4 separate regions of the Mus musculus genome follow, and regions 2, 3 and 4 are each linked to region 1. A link is a contact called in public promoter capture Hi-C data. All regions are on one chromosome and are shown on one strand. The core of a region is the stretch at or near the end of the contact, and the rest is flanking DNA. Distances in the headings are between cores, read along the strand shown. Region 1 holds the start of Csf2rb (colony stimulating factor 2 receptor, beta, low-affinity (granulocyte-macrophage)). Region 2 holds the start of Sh3bp1 (SH3-domain binding protein 1). Region 3 holds the start of Lgals2 (lectin, galactose-binding, soluble 2). Region 4 holds the start of Apol8 (apolipoprotein L 8).

Region 1 (4,856 bases), core at 1,318-3,817:
AATTTGTGAGAATTTCAGTAAGAGCAGGTGCTATGGACAGAGGCACAGTGGGTAACTTCTTCCAGGAAAAGGAAGGGTGCCCTGAGAATGGATGGATCCTTTTATAATTTGGAATGGGGTCCTATGTTGACAGAAGGGACAGCTATGGAAGATGAAGGATGCCCAAGTGTAAGGGGTCTCAGGTCACCTGCTTTGAATGGTGTGACATAATCTAGGAATGTTTACATCGAAGAAGCTGTTTTTCCGGGCTACTTGCTTTGTAGTCAGTGCTGCTAAAGAGGCTCAGGATTTGAGGAATTGCTAGAGAAAAGTTCATGACAAAGTGTGTAGAGGTCATATAGAGGTCATTAGAGGTCACACAGAAAGCAGCTGAGGAGAGGCCTTAGACACGTGGAACTGAGCAATGCCATCATGAACCCTGGTCAAGAGGGTCTAGACCAGTGGCTCCCAACCTTCCTAATGCTGTGACCCCTTAAAACAGATCCTTATGTTGTGGTGACCCACAACCTTAACATTATTTCATTGCTACTTCAATATTTTCATGTGGTTCTGAGTCGTGATGTAAATATCTGATCTGCTAGACATCTGACAGGAGACTGCCAAGGGGTCCCGACCCACAGGTTGAGAACCATTGTCTAGAGGACTGGCAGCAAGGGAGACAAGCACCCTGTGGCACTCAGGTCCCTTCCTGAAGTGTGGCCAGACCAGAAGTAGTGAAGCAAGATGGCGAACAGGTATCTGTGTACTCAGCAGGTCTGGGTGAAGGGACAGTCCCAGGCCCATGCAACAAGTGGCTTACTATGATTTCTGGTATAGACAGACAGGAGATCCTAGAAGACTTCTCACCAGGGGAAGAGAGAGGTCTAGGGGTCAGAGACAGCAGAGCAAGTGAAGGGGAGCCTTATAGGACAACCTCATTGACAGCCTTCTGGTTCCAGTACAGACATTAGGTTCCAGCTAAAGGTTTGTTAGAGCCAATGGCGGGATACAGTCTGAAGTGGCATTTCAACACATGCTGACAGAGAAGGAGTTTTCTTTTAAAGCTTTTCAAGAGGGCTGGCAAGATGGCTCAGCAGTTAAGAACACTGACTGCTTTTGTGAAGGTCTTGAGTTCAAATCTCACAACCATATGGTGGCTAACAACCATTTGTAATGAGATCTGACTCACTCTTCTGGAGTGTCTGAAAACAGCTACAGTGTACTTACATATAATAAAATAAATAAATTAAAAAAAATAAGGGCTTTTGAAAAAGAGGTAGAGAAAGGGGAGACGCTGCACTACAAAGAAGTGAGTGGAGGTGCCTTTTCCTTCCATTGCCAGATCAGGTTCAAAGGCCCTATGTGCTGGGCGTGAGCAGAGGCAGGGGCCTGAACCTCAGGCAAATTCTTTGCTTAACAGATCACAGAGATTTCTGTCGCACATATGCATGACCTCTGGAATACAGCATGTGGGATATATGGACAGGTTAGTTTATGATCTGTGAGACATGACAGTGGTCTCTGTCAGCAGAGGGGCTGTCTGTGTCCCTGTCTGAGAGCGACTGGTCCCTAGCTATGTGATGAGACACCTACCTTCCGGCACACTAGGTACAGAAGCGACACATCTGGACCCAAATCATCTGTGGTGATTTCAGAGCACAGTATGGTGTGTGTGTGTGTGTGTGTGTGTGCGTGTGCGCGTGTGCGTGTGCGTGTGCGTGTGTGTGTGTTTGTGACAGAGAGAGACAAAGAAAGAGAGAGAGACAGAGTTGGAGAGACAGAAACAGACACACACATAGAGAGAGAAAGAGATAGTCAGAGAGACAGAGACAGAGACAGAGACAGAGACAGAGAAAGAGAAAAACAGAGCTGGATGATCTGGTATATCTCTGGGCACTTCCCAAGTAAGATTGTCAAATTACACCCAGTACCAAGGGAGGTTCTACATCTCTGGTTCTGTCCCCAACACTTCGTCATCCTTGTAGGTAAATTTTCTCTACCCCCTCTCTTTCTCCTCTCTCTGTCCTCCATTTCTAGTTGAAACAGAGGAAGCCATGTCTCCCACTCACCCTGTCCCACAGATGTGTGACCTGAAGCTCAGGACAGGGAATTAAGTAACATATGGATGGCAAAGTTAGAAGGAACACAGTGCTTAGCCCGATATAGAGCTTTAGGGGAGTCCTCCCTGCCACCAGACCTCCAGTGATAAAGCTGTGTCCTCCCGGAGTCCCACAGCCCCAGAGCGTATCCTAACCGTACCTCTTCCAGAGTTCTAACTTTGTTCCCAGCTCCAATGCTCCGGGGTGCCCCTCCTCCACTCACTGACTTGGAGTCTGAGACCTAGTCTTTCTAGAGAGATCAAGTCTGAGGAATACGCTACCCCAGCCCTGTCTTATCCTGTCCTTTTCCACCCTGGAGACCCCCACAGCCCCTGCTTTGCGCCCACCCTCAGCTCTGCATCAGGAAGCCAGCCACTTACCTCTGTGCTTGGGCGACAGGCAGCCTCCTTCGGGAGCCTCCAAGTGCCAGTGAGTTGCAGGCTCTTCCTATTTATCTGTGCCCCATCTGGAGGAAACAGAGAGCAGATTGAGGAAGTTGCCAGTGCCCTTTCGCAAGCAGCTTCGCCTGATTCTCAGAATTGTGGACATTAGCCTCTGATAATACTCACGACATTTAGTTCTGCCAGAGTAGCTCGCTCCCCACCATCTCCCAGTCAGCTCTCATGTGCCCTTCAGGTCTCAGCCTGAAATGGTCTCCTCCACACCCCTCCCTGACTCCTCTGGAGGAAGCAGACACAGAGGGCAATAACCACCTCCCTGCAAGCATGTGCCCAGAGCCAGGCAGAGCTGGGGAGGACCTTGAGGGCACCACTTCTTAGCATGTGGCCTTATGCAAATCAGCTACAGGTGGCCTCTTCAAGTCTTGAGACACCTTGGGGTATTTTTCTAGAAGGACCTACAAACCAGAAAGGTTTTGAGGGTATGCCATTGACATGGAAAACCTAAGTTGACAACAGTCAGTAGGCAGTGGGAGCAGTCTTGATCCCTGGCTGTCAGCTTTGGCTTTCCCTTTTCTGTCCTGCCCTAGAGTCCCTGTTTTCTTCCCATCTTGTCTTCAGAGCAAGTGATGTTTTGTGTCTGTTCCCCTCCCCCAGTGCCCAGCCATGGCCCAGAGGAGGAACACATGACTGGGTATAAAGTGAATGAATGAATGAATGAATGAATGAACAAATGAATAACTTGAGGCTGCTGGGGTTAAGAGGAGGGGAGTGACAAGAAAAATGAAGACTGAAGTGTGACCACTATGCCCCTCCTTAGAAGTGGGAATAAAACACCCTTGGAAGGAGTTACAGAGACAAAGTTTGGAGCTGAGATAAAAGGATGGACCATGTAGACACTAGCATATCCGGGGATCCATCCCATAATCAGCTTCCAAATGCTGACACCATTGCATACACTAGCAAGATTATGCTGAAAGGACCCTGATATAGCTGTCTCTTGTCAGAGTATGCCTGGGCCTAGCAAACATAGAAGTGGATGCTCACAGTCGGCTATTGGATGGATCACATGGCCCCCAATGAAGGAGCTAGAGAAAGTACCAAAAAAGCTAAAGGGATCTGCAACCCTATAGGTGGAACAACATTATGAACTAACCAGTACCCCGGAGCTCTTGACTCTAGCTGCATATGCATCAAAAGATGGCCTAGTCGGCCATCACTCGAAAGAGAGGCCCATTGGACACGCAAACTTTATATGCCCCAGTACAGGGGAACGCCAGGGCCATAAAAGGGGAGTGGGTGGGTAGGGGAGAGGGGGTGGGTGGCTATGGGGGACTTTTGGTATAGCATTGCAAATGTAAATGAGCGAAATACCTAATAAAAAATGGAAAAAAAAAAAAAGAGGAGGGGAGTGAGCCATTCTCTCAGGGCAAAATTTAAAGGGACACCAAAACCCTTTCATAGAAATGAGTGATATTTTAATATAGTAAATAAATTCAAATAAGCATAAAAATACAAGCATTGAAATGTCAGATTTTTTTTAAAAGTAGCTTCAGTGATACACTGGTAATTTCTTATCTCCCAATACAGAGCTACAGAGATAGGAGACCAGACAGTAGGAGAGGGCCCCTGGGCAGGGGGACAGCAGTTAGTTCCAGATGAACAGAAACCTTCCACCAACCTCTGGACTGATTCTATTCTCAGAGATCAGTGTGCCCGAATCGTATACCTCTAATCCACAACACTGCAGATCCTCATGTCCAGACACCAATGGGTTTGTTTTACTTCATATTTTCTTTTATTCAACAGAAAACGAAAGTCAAGAAGTTCGGTGGCTGACTTGTCGCGAGGGGTGCAATCCATGGGGCACACGGCAGGTGTTTTGGTTCACAATGGTGTTCATTAGGTACTTAGTCAACCCTTTCTCCCCGTGCAGTAGCTATGCCATAGTCATGGCAGCAAACGACACAGAGTATGAATTGTGTGGTACCTATGAGAGGCTCTCATGGAACAGGGGATACTAACACAAGGCAGGTGGTCTCTGTCTGATAACTGGATCCACCCTCCTATGTGGCCTTGAAATTCAGAGAGATTAGTATCTCCTCACACATTGCATAACCATTTCTCCAAATATCTTACTGTTTGAGGAAATTGACACATCACCCAGACAGCCCTTGAAATCAATGCATAAATGGTCATGTCCACCATCCCCACCTACACGGGACACCCCGGACATGTAAAACTGACAAGAAATCCTTGATCCTCAGATCATACAGCAGGAACAACATGTCTTGTTGGACAACCTACTACTCTTTGGGATCAGTGTCACACTAGGGCTCAATAGGGTCCTTGTCACCAACCTCCTGCTACTTACTTTATA
Region 2 (5,241 bases), core at 464-2,963, 570 kb before region 1:
CGCTTTGGCCCTGCAGACAGGCCTGCAGCCGTTTGTGAACATTGTGGGCTGCTCGTTTAGCTGGCTCCAGCCGTTGCTCTACCTGGGAGGTACAGGGGCGGGGCGTGTGAGGACTGTATACTGTGTCTCCCCTAGAACAAGAATCACTTTTCTCTTCCCTCCTGGGCCTTCCCTGGCCAGCAGGGAATGACACAACCAGGCCCTTGACTGCTGTCCCCGCCTGCCAGCCTCTATACTGACAGCCTGCATGGGCCTGCCTCCCAGCCCAGCCCGCCCAGGCCCAGGCACGTACCTGCAGCAGGTCCTCACCCAAAAACTCGGCAGTCTCCGGGGTGCTGTGGGGGAAGGGGGCTTTGGATGAGTCAGTCTGGGTTAGGGAACCCACTGCCTCCCTCTAACCCCTGCACATGGAACCTGAACCCAAGATGCTTCCAGGACCCACCAAGCCTGGGTGGCCCGTCCACATCGTAGCTGGAGCACATTCCATGGTAGTTAAGAGGATGCATGCCTGCTTCCTCCTCCACCCAGGGCTGTGTCCTGGGAGAGGGTGGACCCATGACACCGAAAAAAGCAGGAGGGAGCTACCCAGGGCCCAACTTCGGGACAGAGGAAAAGTTTCTCATCTCCCCATCCCCCTAAATAGTTTGCCTGGCCCGGAAAGAGGAGGCCTAAGCTGGCCCCCAGAACGGGAAGTGTGGAAGCTGGTCTCCGGGGTGGCCAGGCCCACAGGCATACGACATTGGACTGCAGCTGTGGGCAGGTCTGGGGACTCTGCCCAAGGATACATAGGGACATGGGTTCAGGGCAGAGTGGCTTGGCTTCGTAGGTACATATAAGTGTTTGTGTCACTGCAAGGTCTGGATCAAGTTTCTGGATACACGGTCACCTCTCTGGGCCCAAAGAATGGGGAACTCCCAGGCTGGGGAAGAGGGACAGAAAGAAAGGCTCCGAGAAACTCCCCAAACTTCCGCTCCCATAGTTTTGGGGCTGGGAACCGAGGAGACCAAGGGGTGTCTCTACCTGAGCCTACGAAAAGCAGAAGCAGGACCAAATGGCAGGAGGCCCCTGGGTTGGGGGAGGGGACGGACACCCAGAGCAGAGCAGGCCCCTCCTCCCCAGGCCAGAACACTGCCAGTCCCTTCCCCCAGGGTCTGGGGCCCCCGATCGGCTCCGTTCCTCCCCTTCCCTCCAGTTAGAGGTGGCTAACTGTTCCCATTGTCCGGAGGGGACAAATGAGGTTCCAGGCAGCGTCTTGGCTCAGGACGCATTCTGCTCTCTGCAGCAGCCTCTCCAACCGGGAATGGAGGTGCCTTCCCCCGCTCCCCCTCCACCGCCCGCAAAAGCCAGCTATGCTTGTGCGACCACAGTGACTTCAGACCCCAGGAAACGAGGTCAGGGCTCTGGCATGCCAGAGGGCCGCTGCCTAGATATCTTCGACCTCTGTGACCAGTTCCCCACTCTCCTGCGCTCGCTCAGGTCCTGCGAAACGATAGCACGGCTAGAAGCGGGTGACACTCACCGTCCCGAGCTGCCCGTGTGGGCCAGCTGCCGCATGCGGTGCAACTGCCTCTTCATCATCTTGGGTCCGGGCAGGGGGCCGAGGAGTCACCTTGGGGGTTGAGGCTGGCAGCCCCCGGCCCAGCCTGCTTCCCCGCGCGCTTCGCCCCGGATGGGTGGGCGGCGCTCTGGCTTCCTGGGCCGGCGCGCTCCTCTGGCTGGTGCTGGCGCTGGCGCGGGCGCTCTCCTCCCCCGCTCACGACTCCGCCCCCGGCCCCCAGGTCACTCCTTTCTCCAAGTTTGGAGTCTCTCTCTCTCTCAAGTTTGGAGTCTCTCTCTCTCTCTCTCTCTCTCTCTCTCTCTCTCTCTCTCTCTCTCTCTCTCTCTCTCTCTGCTTCCGGGCCTCAACGACCCCCGGGTTGTCCGACCCGCCTGCCGAGTGTCCGTCGGTCTGTCTCTCTGAGGTCCGCAGTTGAGTGCGGGCTCTTCCTTCCCGCAGCCTGTCCTGTCACCGCGGCGGGTGGCGGGAAGCAGGTAAGCTGCTCCTGCCATCACCGCCCTGGGTATAAACAACCTTTGCTCTCTTAGAGGGAAAGGAAGGCTGCCTAGAAGGGACAGGCCTTCAGGACCTGTGCAGGCCAGTCACTAGGGGATGCTGCCTGGGGACTTCTTCTCCACCATACTATTCCCTGACCATCCCCCTTGCCTGCTGGACCACTGGCTCAGAACTTGGGGTACCTGGGACTACCAGATACTAATGTCCTTGGATCAGTCCCCAAAATTCTGCATTCATTGTGTATAGTAGCTTGGTAGGACAACTGTCCTTGTCCAGTCTATGCCACAGGGTAAACAAGATACCCTGGTCTGCTTGGTCTGCTCGTCAGCCCTTGAGGTCCTGTCACTCTACACTTTAAAGAGTCCCAAGCTTTGACCGCTTCCCCTATTTGTAAAACTCTTTCTCATTTCTTTTAGCAAATGTCCCAGGCGCCTGCCCTTCCTTCTTGTCAGGCCTTGATATGTATGGGTGCTGCTCTGAACCCCCAAACCCGATTTTCTCTTTGAAATGTTCCGCTGAACACCAGCCTGAGCATACAATAGGTGTTCATAGCTACAGAGCAAGAGAGCCGGTGGGCAACTGCAAGCTGACTTCAGTATGCACCCTTCAGGCTTGGGAGGGGGAAGGGTGACTACAGGAAGCCCTGTGCACCACACCAAGCTTTGCTCTCTTAGTTTCAGTTCAGAGCCATACCACTTGAGCACCTACTGTGTGGGGGTAGAGAGTTGGTGTGCTCCTCAAAGACTTCCCTTTGCTCCAGACATCTCTGTGTACCCAGCACAGGTCTGGCACATGGTGTTCACTCAGCCGCTTTCCCCATTTAAGAAGTCCTATCGAGTGTGGGAGGAGCCCAGAGGGGTCCCAGCAGCTGCTGCAGCCAGAACATACTGGCCAGGAACAGCCACAGCCTCTCATCAGTGGAATCCTGGCTCTCTGATGGGGAGTTGAGAAGGCAGAGCAGCTTCCTTGTCTTTCTTTTTCCGATGGGAAGGAAGGCTGCTGCCCAGTGTTTGGAGAAGAGATGGCAAAAGATTCTAAAGAGGGGGCTGGAGAGATGGCGCAGCAGTTAAGAGCACTGACTGCTCTTCAGTGGTCCTGAGTTCAACTCCCAGCAACCACATGGTGGCTCCCAACCATCTGTAATGGGATCTGGTGTTCCCTTCTGGCCTGCAGGCATGCATACAGGCAGAACACTGTATACTTAGTAAATAAATAAAAATCTTTAAAAAAAAAAAAAGATTCTAGAGAGGTGTCAGCCTTGGGGAGATACTAGAGTGGTATAGACCTGGCCTCCTAATGGGTAAGACAACATCTTGCTTCTAGTCCTGGCCCTTTTTTTCTCCATCCTCCCGGTCCTACCCAGAACATTTTTGCGTTTCAGTTTTCCCTGATTTGGCAGTGGGTACATTCTACCGGATGAGCCTTAGGACGATTCCCGCTCCAGGCTAGCACCTTCATGCCTCCAGGGAAGTCTCTGATCTCTACGGTGCTTCTGCCTTCATGTCCAGGGTTGGTCTGAAAGGTACTTCAAGGCAGTCCTGGCTTATACCCTACGCCTTCTTGGCTTGTCCCGGCCTAGCCCTAACTAGCCTGGGGAGGGGACAGCTCCCTTGGCTGAAATAGCAGGTTTCTTTTTTGTTTTTTTGTTAAGAAATGACTAGAGTGTATTATCAACCCATCCAAGCTCTTGCCCCGCCCCTTCCTCCTGTCTTGGCTCTTGCTGTTCCTGCAGCCAGACCTGGGGCCTTCTGGATCTGACCAGATAAAGCTGCTATACTTCCAGGCTGGGTGACCTTGGTGTTGAATCATTGAAGGTGGAAAGCCCTGAAGCTTGAACCATACGCTATTCCTTCAAAAGATGTTGTAATCCCAAGTTTTTGCTTAGTAAATGCTGGGGTCATGGCTGGGTCAGGCTCTCTTGGTGGGGATGTGTCTTTTGGTCATGTACTAGAGATGAATCCAGGGCTTTGTGCATGCTTGCTTGCCAAGCGCTCTGCCACCAGCCCCTGTTCTCCGGGCAGCCGGAGGACAATACCTGGGAGTCGGTTCTCTCCTTCCACCATAATTGTGCCCAACTGGTCTCGAACTTGTGACACTCTTGCCTCTCCAGTAGTAGATATTACAGGCATATGCAACCGAGAAGTGCTTGCTCGAAGGATCATGGACTTTAGAACTGCACAGAAGTATCTCAGAGGTCACTCAGAGCCAACCTCTCCCTGGGCCCTTCCCTAAACTAATAGTTGGTTGCCCGGGCTGGAGTATCACCCAGGTTCACCTTATCTATCGCATGGCTCAGCCCTCTGGGGCTAAGTAGCTCAGTACTAAGTCTGTTGGGACTGACTTAGAGGATATCAGATCTGTGATTCCCTACATTCCCCAAAGAACAGCCATTTGGCTTGGGGGTGGGGGGTGGGGGGTGTCTCTGCACACAAACTGAATGACCTTAGATAAGATCGCTCACCCCTCAGCCACAAGCTACAGGCTTAATTGGATTACATGAATTAGCATGTAAAATTCTTAGAAAAGTGCCTGGTGTTGTCTGCTGTTCTTATTCAAACACCAAAAGTTTGGGAGAGAAGAGCCTTGACTACCCCTGCCTTAGTGCCCTTGTAATATGTATGGCTGCCTTAGGACAGTAGAATTTACTGGTGGGTCCCGTGGGTCATCCTTCCCTAAGGTGGGTATCTATGCCTCCATTTGGCAGATGTGCAGACCCTGGCTCTTGGCCCAGATGTGCACAGATGTGTGGTAGGGGCCAGGTCAGAGCAGACCTAACTCCTAAGAGCCGTTACTGCTGTCTTTCTGCTGTGTACATGGCATTGCCTGGAAACTCCTTCAAGGCTGGCCTTTGCTCTGCCTTCACGATGGCCGCTGAGGGACTGACCGGTCTCCACACAGATTGGCCTGCAATCCCAATGACAGTCTGGGTGGCATCTGCTAATGAGACTTGAGCGGATGTGGTCAGGGCAGCCATAGGCAGGCTAGGGTGGAGGTTGTTGGCTTCATCCTACCAGTTGAGACGCTGCCACATGGCTTGACTGTGGCAATACTAGAAAGCCTCCAAGTGGTTTCTGCCCACAGCAGCCAGCAAGGTATGTTTTCCTTGGGCTTTGGTAACTCCCTTGCCCACCCCCACTTCCACAGTTCAAAAGGCCTTTCCAGGAACCCTGGGGTGGGGCTGAGGCAGG
Region 3 (4,933 bases), core at 1,265-3,764, 530 kb before region 1:
TCTGACATTAAGTCTCCAGCAGCCCAGGCTGGCCTCCATCTACCATGTAGCCAAAGATGACTTTGAACTCTTGATCCTCTCAAGCCTAGGCTAACAGGTCGGCACCACTGTGCTCGGCTGAAGACAATGAATTCACCATGAGCTGAGCTTTGGGGCAAACGTTCAGACCCCAGCACTAGCCTTGGCTGGGACAGCCCATCACTGCTATATAAATAACTCTTCCCGTCAGAAGCAAATCACAAGTCCGGTGATGTGAGTGAAGTTGATCTTACAAAAGTGTGCATGTAGGGAGGGGCTGGAGCCCTCTGGGGGGAGACGGCTCAGTGTGTAAGAGCACTTGCTCTGAGAACATGAGGATCCGAGTTCAAATCCCTGGCACCTGCATGACTGAGCCTGAGGCAGAGGATAAGCTCAGGCCAGCCTGAGGTAACTAGTGAATTCTAGGCCAACCTGGGTTAGAGAGACACCATGTATCATAAGCAAGCAAACCATAAAATGCAGCTTGAAAGACACACAGACTTATGGCTTGTCATGTCGCTCTAGCTGTGAAGGTGACATGACATGAGACATGAGATTTCTGTTCTTTTTCTGAGCACTTGCCAAAGCTTCTGTGGTGTGTGGGACTTAATGCCATCATCAGAGGTGAACCAGGTCCACTTTCTACTGCACTTTCAAATGTCTTAGCTCCTTTGGCTCCCAGGAGAAGGGCTGAGAAGCAATCCATTTCCTCGTGGGTAAAATAAGGAAATAAACCACTCCCCTCTTGGCCTGGCACCGGAGGTGGTGTCTGATGGGAGCACTGGGCAGTGAGCCACCCACCGGCTCCTGGCACCCCATGGGACTAGGCAGGGCTGGTCTCCCAGTGCCCTGCCCAGCGCGGTTACTGCCAACTCGGATGGAAGCCTCCATGGCTTGCCAGTCCAGAGCTCTGGCAAAGTTCTGTTTCTGGGAATGTGCACTGGGGAGCTTGTTGGGGGTGCTGAGGGAGTAGCGTTTTTCTTTTTAGAAGATTTATTTATTTATTTTATGTATATGAGTACACTGTAGCTGTCTTCAGACACACCAGAAGAAGGCATCAGATCCCATTACAGATAGTTGTGAGCCACCATGTGGTTGCTGGGAATTGAACTCAGGACCTCTGGAAGAGCAGTCAGTGCTCTTAACCACTGAGCCATCTCTCCAGCCTGGGAGTAGCGTTTTTTAATGGGGCAGACTAAGATGAAGTAGTGCTCAGAGGTAGGACATGGCTTCTATAAACTAAGCCTTGGAGAGCTGGAGTGTTTCACAGCCAGCGACATCTGATTCTGAAGTGCAGATCTGTGAGCCTCAGTGTTCCCAAATGAAGTAGGATAAACAACTGTAGAGACCTGTCTGTGGTACAAACCCACTGGAAGGACGGGCAGCACAGGTTCCCTCCCAGCAGAGGAACTACGTCAGGTTTCTTCCTCTTGACAGTATCTAATTGTGTATATGGACCCCAACTACCACAAAATTCATAGGCATAAAGGGCGAAGGACAGAAACCCCCAGTGTCCCGAACCCTTGGGTTCCCTCCTGCACGTTTGGTCTGTGTCCCAGCAGAACCAAGCTCTTTTGTGCATGGTGCCAGGGATGGAAGCCACAGGGCATGCATCCTGAGGATACAGCACACCACTGAACCACCCAGCCCTCGCAGAATAGTTGACTTTTGGCATCTTCTTCCGCCCGTTTTTAAGCACTTCAGTTATACTTATTTGTGTGTGCACATGTGCCATGGTCCATGTGTGGAGGTCAGAGGGGACACCTTGCAAGAGTTGGTTCTTTCCTTCCATCATGTGAGCTCCGGGAAGCAAACCCCGGTGGTTAGGCTTGGCAGCAGGCACCTTTATCCGTCGAGCCATCTCACTGGCCCTAGATGTGAATCTACCACTTTTGAAGCAAAATGTGTGCAGCCAGATATAGTGTTTCCTGCCTGTAATCCCAGCACTTGGGGCAGAAGTGTGAGAATAGAGAGTCCAAGGCTAACCTGGGCTAAATGGTCAGACTCTGTTTCACAAGAAGAAAAAAAAAGAAACAAATTATATGTATAATCAGAAAAAGCATGGATGAGAGAAGGGAGAAAAAAGTCTTTGAATGACTCACAGACACACTGAAAATTAGAAGCTTGGACATCTTTTAACAGAGCCAGCCTGTCTTTTTGTGGTTGTAGGAGCTGGGCTCAGCAAAGAGGTTGGATGGCCTGCCAAGATCGGGGTGTTTGTGGTTTGTGTGGGGGTGGCACTAGGGCATCCTCCCTTGGGCTTTGTGGAGTACTGACCACGGAGGCTGGTAGGAATTGCCAGAAGCGGGGCCAGAGGGATGCTCACGATCGAGTCAGAGTGAGTGAGGAGCCATCTTCCTGTTTGTTGAGTGAGTGCCTGCATATACAGACCGGGTGATATTAGGAGATAAAGGTCCAAAGTCCTTATTTATGGCCTCGGGGTGGTTAATGTGTAATACTCTGGGATTATAAGCCTGACCAAGAGGGGATACCTTGAGCACAAACCTCTAGGAGCAACTGGGAGAGCTGTGGCCAGGAGCTGTCACCATGTCGGTGAGGATGCTGGCCCTCTGCACCCACTTCCTTCTGCTCATGTGTCTTTGCTAGAGTGTGTGGGTTGGGGGGTTCTGGGGTCCATTGTTTGTTTATTTATTTGTTTGTTTGTTTGTTTTTTCAAGACAAGGTTTCTCTGTGTAGCCCTGGCTGTCCTGGAACTCATTTTTTAGACCAGGCTGGCCTTGAACTCAGAAATCCACCTGCCTCTGCCTCCCAAGTGCCACCACCACCCGGCTTCTGGGGTCCATTATTGCCACCCTTCTCTTTGTGTCAGTTTCTCCCGGAGAACCAAAAAGAAAGCTGGGTTGCCAAGCTGGTGACACATGCCTTTAATCCCAGCACTAGGGAGACAGAGGCAGGAGGATCTCTGAGTTCAAGACCAGCCTGGTCTATAGAGAGTGAGCTCCAGGATAGCCAGAGCTATGTAGAGAGACCCTGTCTCTAAAACTAAAAGAAGAAAACTGGTGGATAATCTCTCAAACCCTTAGCATTGAAGCTGTCTGTCTCTCTGTCACCACCAAGTTCAGGGCCAGAACTTTCCTTTCCCTCTTTGAGGACAGCAACAGTCGTATTAATTATTACTGCCGACCTCTACTGAGTCTCATAAAGATGAGAGTTGTAGGGCAGGGGCTGGGGGAAGGGCCCAGACCAACGATATAGCATGTGCGGTGATTTAGCCAGTGCAAGGCCCTGGGTTGGAACTCCAGCACCAGAAAATATCACGCTTCCAGAGGAACTGCATGGAACAAGCTGAGTGGGTAAAGTGCTTGTCCACCATGCATATAGCCCAGGGTTTGATCTCCAGCACTGCATAAACTGGATGTGACGGCGCAACTGGCAAGCCCAGGATTCAAAGGCCAGAGGCAGGGGGATTTCTGAGTTTGAGGCCAGCCTGGTGTATATAATGAGTTCCAGCTACATACTGAGATCCTGTTGAGAGAGAGAGAGAGAGAGAGAGAGAGAGAGAGAGAGAGAGAGAGAGAGAGAATGGAAGAAAAGGAAGGAAGGAAGGAAGGAAGGAAGGAAAGAGAGAGAGAGAGAGAAAGAAAGAAAAAAGAGAGAAAGAGAAAAGGAAGAAGGGAGGGAGAGAAGTATGGAGGGAGGGAAACTGAGGCTCAAGATGAAACCATAGGTGGCTAATATCTACATATTGCAAGAGTATTGGCACACTCTCGAGAGCCTGTGTTCCGATCTGGCTCCTGTGAAGTTTCTGGTGTGACTTTGGACAAGTTGATGTCCCTCTCTCGGGCAGCTGGTTCTCCCTGATGTGTATGAGATGGGACCACATGACACTCTCTGGGGACTAGATGATAGGTTTATTCCCTAGGACTGTTGGAACAAACCACTTCAAAATAGGGGGCTCCCCACCATAGCGATTTTTCTCATGGTCCGGGCCAAGTCTGGGCAGGGCCTGGCACTCCCTGAAGGCTCTAGGGAGGCAGCTTATTTATCCACTCCAATTTCCTGTGGGTGCCTGGCACCCATAGGTACCTTCTCTGGAAGCTTTGTAACTACAGGTCTTGCCCCCTCTGCATATAGCCTTCCTTTTGGGGAGGTGTTTCTGTGTTCTGTGCCCATGTATGTATGTGTGTGTGTATATATATATATTATATATATATATATACATATATATTATATATGTATATGTACATATATATTATATATGTTTTACCTGCACACAGAGGTGTGTGTGTGTGTGTATGTAATGGCACTACCCAAGCCAGTGTAGGTAGTGTGCGGGATGTCCATGTGACTGGGTGTCATTGTAGAAAGGGAGAGTGGAATCCTTGCCTCTGTCTCGCAGGAAGCTCTTTGTGGCCCAGACACACCCTTGGCCTTCTCTATTTTGGCCACCTCAGCTCTTTTCCTTTTTTTCTTTCTCCTTCCAGATAACCACTTCATAGCACTAGTGGGAAACCCAGGCCCAATGGGGTGAGGCTGGCCCCAAGTCACGTGGCCAGCTAGAGGTAGAGCTTGGATTTGGTCTGACGCACCCTTACCAGCCCCACCACCTAAGAATTGCCCATGTCCCACCTGCCTTTGCCTTCCATCTCTCTGGTCTTAGGCTTTCTTGAGTCGGGACAAGGCTCAGGGTCTGTACATGCTGTCAAGTCCCAGCACCCCTATTTATACAAACGTACCCCCAACCCTGGCCTTCCTTGTACCCTAGCTCTTGTGGTAGCTGCCACCCCCAGTCTCAAGGGCTCCAGTTTCTCCTGTTCCAGCCAGGAAGTCAGAGATGTAAAGATGAGGGGTCCCGTTGCTTATTCCACCCATCCCAGGAAGCCAGGGTAGGGTGGATGGCATGGTTTCCTGGGGACTGGCATATGCCCACACAGTGAGAATGTGTGATGTCACC
Region 4 (5,343 bases), core at 2,689-5,188, 570 kb after region 1:
TGTGCTACTCCTCTGAGCCTTGTGAAAGCTAGCACCAGGGGCTTCTGCTCAAGCAGACCTTATGAATAATGCAATACCACAACCCCCCTATTTCCTAGGCCTTGGTAAATTCTTGCATATGAGTGTAACTTGGCTGTTCTTTTAAGTTATCTGTAGGGAATCTCCATTTGTCAGAAGAATTCACCAACTTACCAACTTACTTCCAATATGCAATATATTCTGCCATACCTGACTGTAATGAAGATTCTAGGTATACTTTGCTAAGCTTGCCCTGAGATTTCTAACTCTTATCCAGTAAAATACTGTAAGAAAGCATGCAAGACCCTCCACAATATTGCAGGGACAAATTTGTGGCATCCTAGCTATGGGAATGCCAAGGTTCCTTGAAACTCTGCCTCAGGAATGCTTCCAGGTTTCTAAACCTGTAATTCGAGTCACTACTGGAGTAGATGTAGCAATGAATCTTTTGCCTGCATGTCTCTGTGGATCTCAGAAGAGGGCATCAGATTCCCTGAAACTGGAGTTAAAAGGCAGCTATGAGCCACCACTTGGGTGCTGAGAATTGATCCCGAGTCTTGCAAGAGCGGCCAGTGCCGCTCTGATTCATCGCTCTGGCCCTCTGAGAGTCCAATCTTATAACCACTGCAGACCTGCTGCCTCAGAGAATCTGGACACAGGATGCCATCAGTCCTCCAGAGGATTCAGGTGCATGCCAGGCTCCCAGAGCCTGGTGCGGGACCTGCAGGGGTGTCCAGTCAGGAGGATGGAGATGGCAATCTTTGCTCTAACCTCATGGATGCTTCATTCCCCTCCTGAATAAAACGAGTGGCAAACCCTACTTTCTAGACCAGCCTCTATTGGTTCTGCCTTTCCTAGGGTTACTGTAGCTTACCACATGCCAGATAGCCTACAACAGAGAGCTACTCTCAAGTTCAAAGCTGAGGTGTTTTCTCCGAGAGAATCTGGTGGGTCCATGTATCCCATGGCTTGGACCAGCACCACCCCAGTATCTGCTTTGTCTTCATGTGGCCTGCTTCCCCCATCTTTAAAATATTTTTAAGGATAAAGATGTTTTATGGGCTGGAGAGATAGATGGCTCAGAGGTTAAGAGAACTGACTGCTCTTCAAGAGGTCCTGAGTTCAATTCCCAGCAACCACATGGTGGCTCACAATCATCTGTAATGGGATTTGGTGCCCTCTTCTGGCCTGCAGGCATACATTCAGGTAGAAGGCTGTATACATAATAGAAGGACACTTGGCATTGGATTTAAGGCCCACACAAGTAATCCCAGATTCTTGGTTTACGGGCTCTGCCAACACCGTACTGTGGCCTCCATTCTGGTTATAGCAGCTAGGTGCTATGAATTTCAAGGCCATGCTGTGCCATGACAGTGACATCAGCCAGCCTTCTTCAGTGACTAAGGAGTGTGTTGCAGAGCTGTCTAGTGGGGTGGCTCCCCAGCCCCTCTTCCCTCCTATTTGAGAGTCTGCCGAACTTGAGCCTGGATCCTCTCTCCAGCACCCCTCTCATCCTCAGCGCTAGACAGTCTGGAGGCAAACTCCAGCCTCTTGGGTTGCTAACTTGCCTGTCTGAAATCAGAATCCCAGAGCTGCTGTGTTCACCCAGCCGGTGTGTCTGATGCTCCTGACCATTATATGTGCATCAAGCCGAGGGCAGTGCTACTTGTGTGTCATTGCAAAAGTCCAATAATTGTGATTTAGATCCTGTCATTTTTACATTCATTCTAAATCCCGAAGCTGACACATCACATTTGGAGACATGACATCCCATCTGAGCAAAGACAGGACAGTTCTCTGAATGAGGCTGGTGGCCAGGCTGTGGTGGCTGGGAGCAGTGGTCGCCCTTCTCACTCCCAGGCTGTCATGCAGTGCTATCAATGAGGGAGATGTTTTTTTTTTCTCCCGTGTTTTGCAGTCCTGACAGGTTAGTCTGGGGTGACCATTTAAGTACATTAGAAGCCCCGTGCCCAGTGCTCAGTTGGCAGGTCCCTGTCCCCTTCTGCATTCTCCGAGAGGAGGGTGCCTGTCTTGGGACAGCCAGTGTAGCATCCAGACAAGCATTTAAAACGTAGCTTGTCTGCACCAGTGAGTGCTGGGATGGGAGTGATCATGGTGGCCCGATGCTTTGGCTGCTGATCCCTCCACCATCCACTAGATGGTGCTGTACCCTGCCTGACTTGCTCCCCAGTTTCAGGGTTGTTTCCTTTGCGTTAGGATCCCCGTGGCCGTCGTTGCCAAAGATTAGGCTGAGATGTCAAGCAGGACATCCTGGGACACTTGCTTCGGATGCCACCAGTCAAGCTGAGCTATTGAGTAGCAGATTTTCAGATGCTGAGGAGTTTCTAGGGTTCAAGATCTCTATGCCCTAACCTGCCAAGTGAGTCCTATCCAGGGGGTTCCATCCAAGACTGTTGGAGAGACCATGTTCTGGTCTATTCCATGCTCTGATTAGAAGGTCTCCGTTACTGCTCTCTGGCTCATAGGGGAATTTACCTGGTTCTGCACCTTGAAGTACTTTTGTTTGGCTGTTGAGTTAATATTAATATCAATCCTGGTATTGGTACCAGGTAAGGGGTGTGTGTGTGTGAAAACTTGATGGAAGGGAAATTATAGAAAAAAAATGATCCCAAAATTACCAGAAGCAAAAAGGGGGATTATGAGTGCCACATGTCAGAATGTTTATCTTAGTTTGAATCTTGGCTCTGCCTCCCTGGTTGTCTGACAGGGACTAAATCTGGCTCCTAAAGATGTGGACAGCCCAAAAGCTCTCATCCAATTGTCCTTTTGGGCATCACTCTGTTTCAGGGCCTATGGGGGGCGAGGAAACTGAGGGCCCAGTCAGTAGTGGGGTGATTTGCCAAGGGCAGACTAGTCAGCTGGATCACAGGCTCACATCTCCCCTGACTCCTGTTATCAGTATGTGAGGGATGAAGGCAGAAAGCAGGAGCTGTCCTGGGTGTCTGGATAGGCAAGGACACAAGGTGTGGGGACTAAGAGGGGCACATTGCCAAACACCATCCCCAGAGCAATACCAGCTCTGCAATCCTAAGATCACTGAGTAGACCATTGGGTGTGAGAGAGAGAGACTCTGAGTGTGCAGAAACGCACAGGCTAATTCCGTAGAAATTCTAGTCTCCCCATATAGCCAGGTCTGGCTCTAAACCTATCATCTTTTCATCTAAGCTTCTTCCTGAGTGCTGAGATTCTAGGTTTGTGCCACCAATGTGGCCTTTTAAGGTCCCACTTAGTGCTTCAGTCTCAGAGTAAATGGGCCAGCATGGGTCTCCACTCTGCCCACCAGGAACCTGTGTTTTCAACCGATGGATACATCACCTGTGCTGTTGACCCCCCCAAGGCCACTGCCCACCTGTGGGGTGGGGTTAGAGTCTCTACAGTGGGAGCCAGGTGCCACAGCCACTGTGGGAAGATGAAGGGGCAGAAAGAACAGGAGTGTCCCATTGTGGAGTGGGAAAGTCTCACTACAGGGTCAGCCACAGCAAAGACACGGAGGTGTCATGGTCACTGAGGCAGGATAGACTTGAAGGTGTATGTATGATAGAAGCAGGGGCTGGTTGGGAGGGGGGAGACTGCAGTGGGCTTGAGGCCTGGAGTGCTGACTAAAGGGGATTCAACTTGACCCTGAGAGATCATCAAGGACCCCTTAGAAGGAGCAAGGTGTCTTCCCTCCCTCCCTCCCTCCCTCCCTCCCTCCCTCCCTCCCTGCTCTGAGGATGCCCTGAAACCATCAGAAGGGATGGGGTTGGAGGGTTGCTTTGCGCAACTCTGCTCGGGTTCCAGCTGGGAAGAAGAGGGCTCCTATCAGGGCTGCACAGCCAGCCAGGAGCAGGGCAGGGCAGGGCAGGGCAGGGCAGGGCAGGGCAGGGCAGGCCTGGGCAGGGCAGGGCAGTCCTTCCCAGAACAGCCTTTCTGTAAACTGAGTCACAGCCCCCATCAAGAGGTCTACCATGCCCACATCAGCACCCAGCTGCAGCACAGGACCAGGTCAGTGCAAGGCTTTCCTGAGGGGCCAAAGAATGGAGACTGGGGACTTTTCCTTGCCTATGAACGTCTTTGCCTGGGGGTGGGGAGTGAGTAGTCACAAGTATGACAACAATAACAAAATGGAGAAGATTTTATCTGCTTATGAAAGGAAAGAATATTAATGAACCATCTGAGAAGATATTGAGACATGCTCCCCTTTGTTGCTCTTGCAGGTGGTAGGTGCCTTGACAGAGCTCCATAGAGGTGAGGGGAGCCAGGCAAGTCTTGGTTAAATTAACCCTGTGGTAGTTAACCCTATAATGGGTTGCTGGACCAAACTTTTCTCAGTGTACCTTGTGTGCATGCAGAGCTGGGCAGTATAAAAAATGACAGTGAAGACAGAAAAGGGACAGACACACGTGTAAAGGCCACTTCATCTCATCTGGTGAACTGGGGGACATTTGCAGGCCTCTTGCTGTTTCTGCCAGGCCTTTGTGTGCCTGGAAAATACCACCAGAAACAATTCTTACTGTGCCCTCACACACACCATCCCAGTGGGACAGAACTACTTTTAGCTTTCTGCCTACAAAGTAAGTTAGTTATTTTAAGGTTTTTTTTTTTGTATTTTTCTTTTTTCTTTTTCTTTTATTTGTTTTGTTTTTATTTTTTAGAAATAGAGTGTCACTGTGTAGCCCTGGCTGGCCAGGAATTTGATCTGTTGACCAGGCTGGCTTTAAATTTACAGAGATCCACTTGCCTCTGCTTCCAGAGTGCTGGCATAAAGACATGTGCCACCACAGCAGCCTAGACTTATTTTTCAAATGTGTGTGTGTGTGTGTGTGTGTGTGTGTGTGTGTGTAAGGCAGAGGACAACTTGCAGGAGTGAGCTCTGTCTTTCCATTATGAGGGTCTGGGATTGAACTCTGCCCATCAGCCTTAGCCACAAGCACCCTTACCTACTGTACCATTTTGCCAGACCTCTAGACAGATCTTGAAGAGGTAATCTGAAAGGCAGACAAAGTTCTATTAAAGGAGAATGTCCTTTGCACTACTGTCTACATAAAGGATTGGCTATGACGTGAGGTTCCATGGTTAGCGATGGCAGATGGGCAGCCCAGAGCAAGTACTGAAACAAAGGCAGGAAGTGGCAGGATTCTAAGCCCTGGTTAGATTCAGGACCCTGCAGAAGCAAGGAGAGAGAGAGAGAGAGAAAGAGAGAGAGAGAGAGAGAGAGAGAGAGAGAGAGAGAGAGAGAGAGAGAGAGAAAGAGAGAGAGAAAGCGAGCCCTGGGCAGTGGTGAACTTGTACCCTGAAGGGCACAGGCATTGCTGTGGATGGGAA

Evidence for each region. Promoter capture Hi-C pulls out the DNA fragments that hold promoters and counts their contacts.
Region 2: a contact with region 1 is called in a promoter capture Hi-C map of hippocampal neurons, with 2.7 times the contacts expected there. The contact joins the promoter of Sh3bp1 here to the promoter of Csf2rb in region 1. A contact is called at or near these places in 3 of 39 promoter capture datasets (hippocampal neurons, liver and neutrophils) and 1 of 115 datasets of contacts at active chromatin or transcription factors (microglia).
Region 3: a contact with region 1 is called in a promoter capture Hi-C map of hippocampal neurons, with 3 times the contacts expected there. The contact joins the promoter of Lgals2 here to the promoter of Csf2rb in region 1. A contact is called at or near these places in 3 of 39 promoter capture datasets (the SN4741 cell line, hippocampal neurons and liver) and 1 of 115 datasets of contacts at active chromatin or transcription factors (large pre-B cells).
Region 4: a promoter capture Hi-C map of hippocampal neurons shows a contact between it and region 1, with 2.6 times the contacts expected there. The contact joins the promoter of Apol8 here to the promoter of Csf2rb in region 1. A contact is called at or near these places in 5 of 39 promoter capture datasets (the 3T3-L1 cell line, embryonic stem cells, hippocampal neurons and 2 more).

Annotation. Positions count from the first base shown.
Region 1 is chr15:78,323,701-78,328,556 of GRCm38.p6, reverse strand. It overlaps Csf2rb (colony stimulating factor 2 receptor, beta, low-affinity (granulocyte-macrophage)), which reads right to left and starts at 2,567. Exons shown (of 14, transcript NM_007780.4): 1 at 2,459-2,567.
Region 2 is chr15:78,896,240-78,901,480 of GRCm38.p6, reverse strand. Sh3bp1 (SH3-domain binding protein 1) reads right to left here and starts at 1,713. Exons shown (of 18, transcript NM_001316684.1): 1 at 1,520-1,713; 2 at 293-335; 3 at 1-82. The coding sequence starts at 1,578.
Region 3 is chr15:78,853,110-78,858,042 of GRCm38.p6, reverse strand. Lgals2 (lectin, galactose-binding, soluble 2) reads left to right here and starts at 2,514. Exons shown (of 4, transcript NM_025622.3): 1 at 2,514-2,571. The coding sequence starts at 2,566.
Region 4 is chr15:77,753,868-77,759,210 of GRCm38.p6, reverse strand. It overlaps Apol8 (apolipoprotein L 8), which reads left to right and starts at 3,938. Exons shown (of 4, transcript NM_001081970.2): 1 at 3,938-4,023.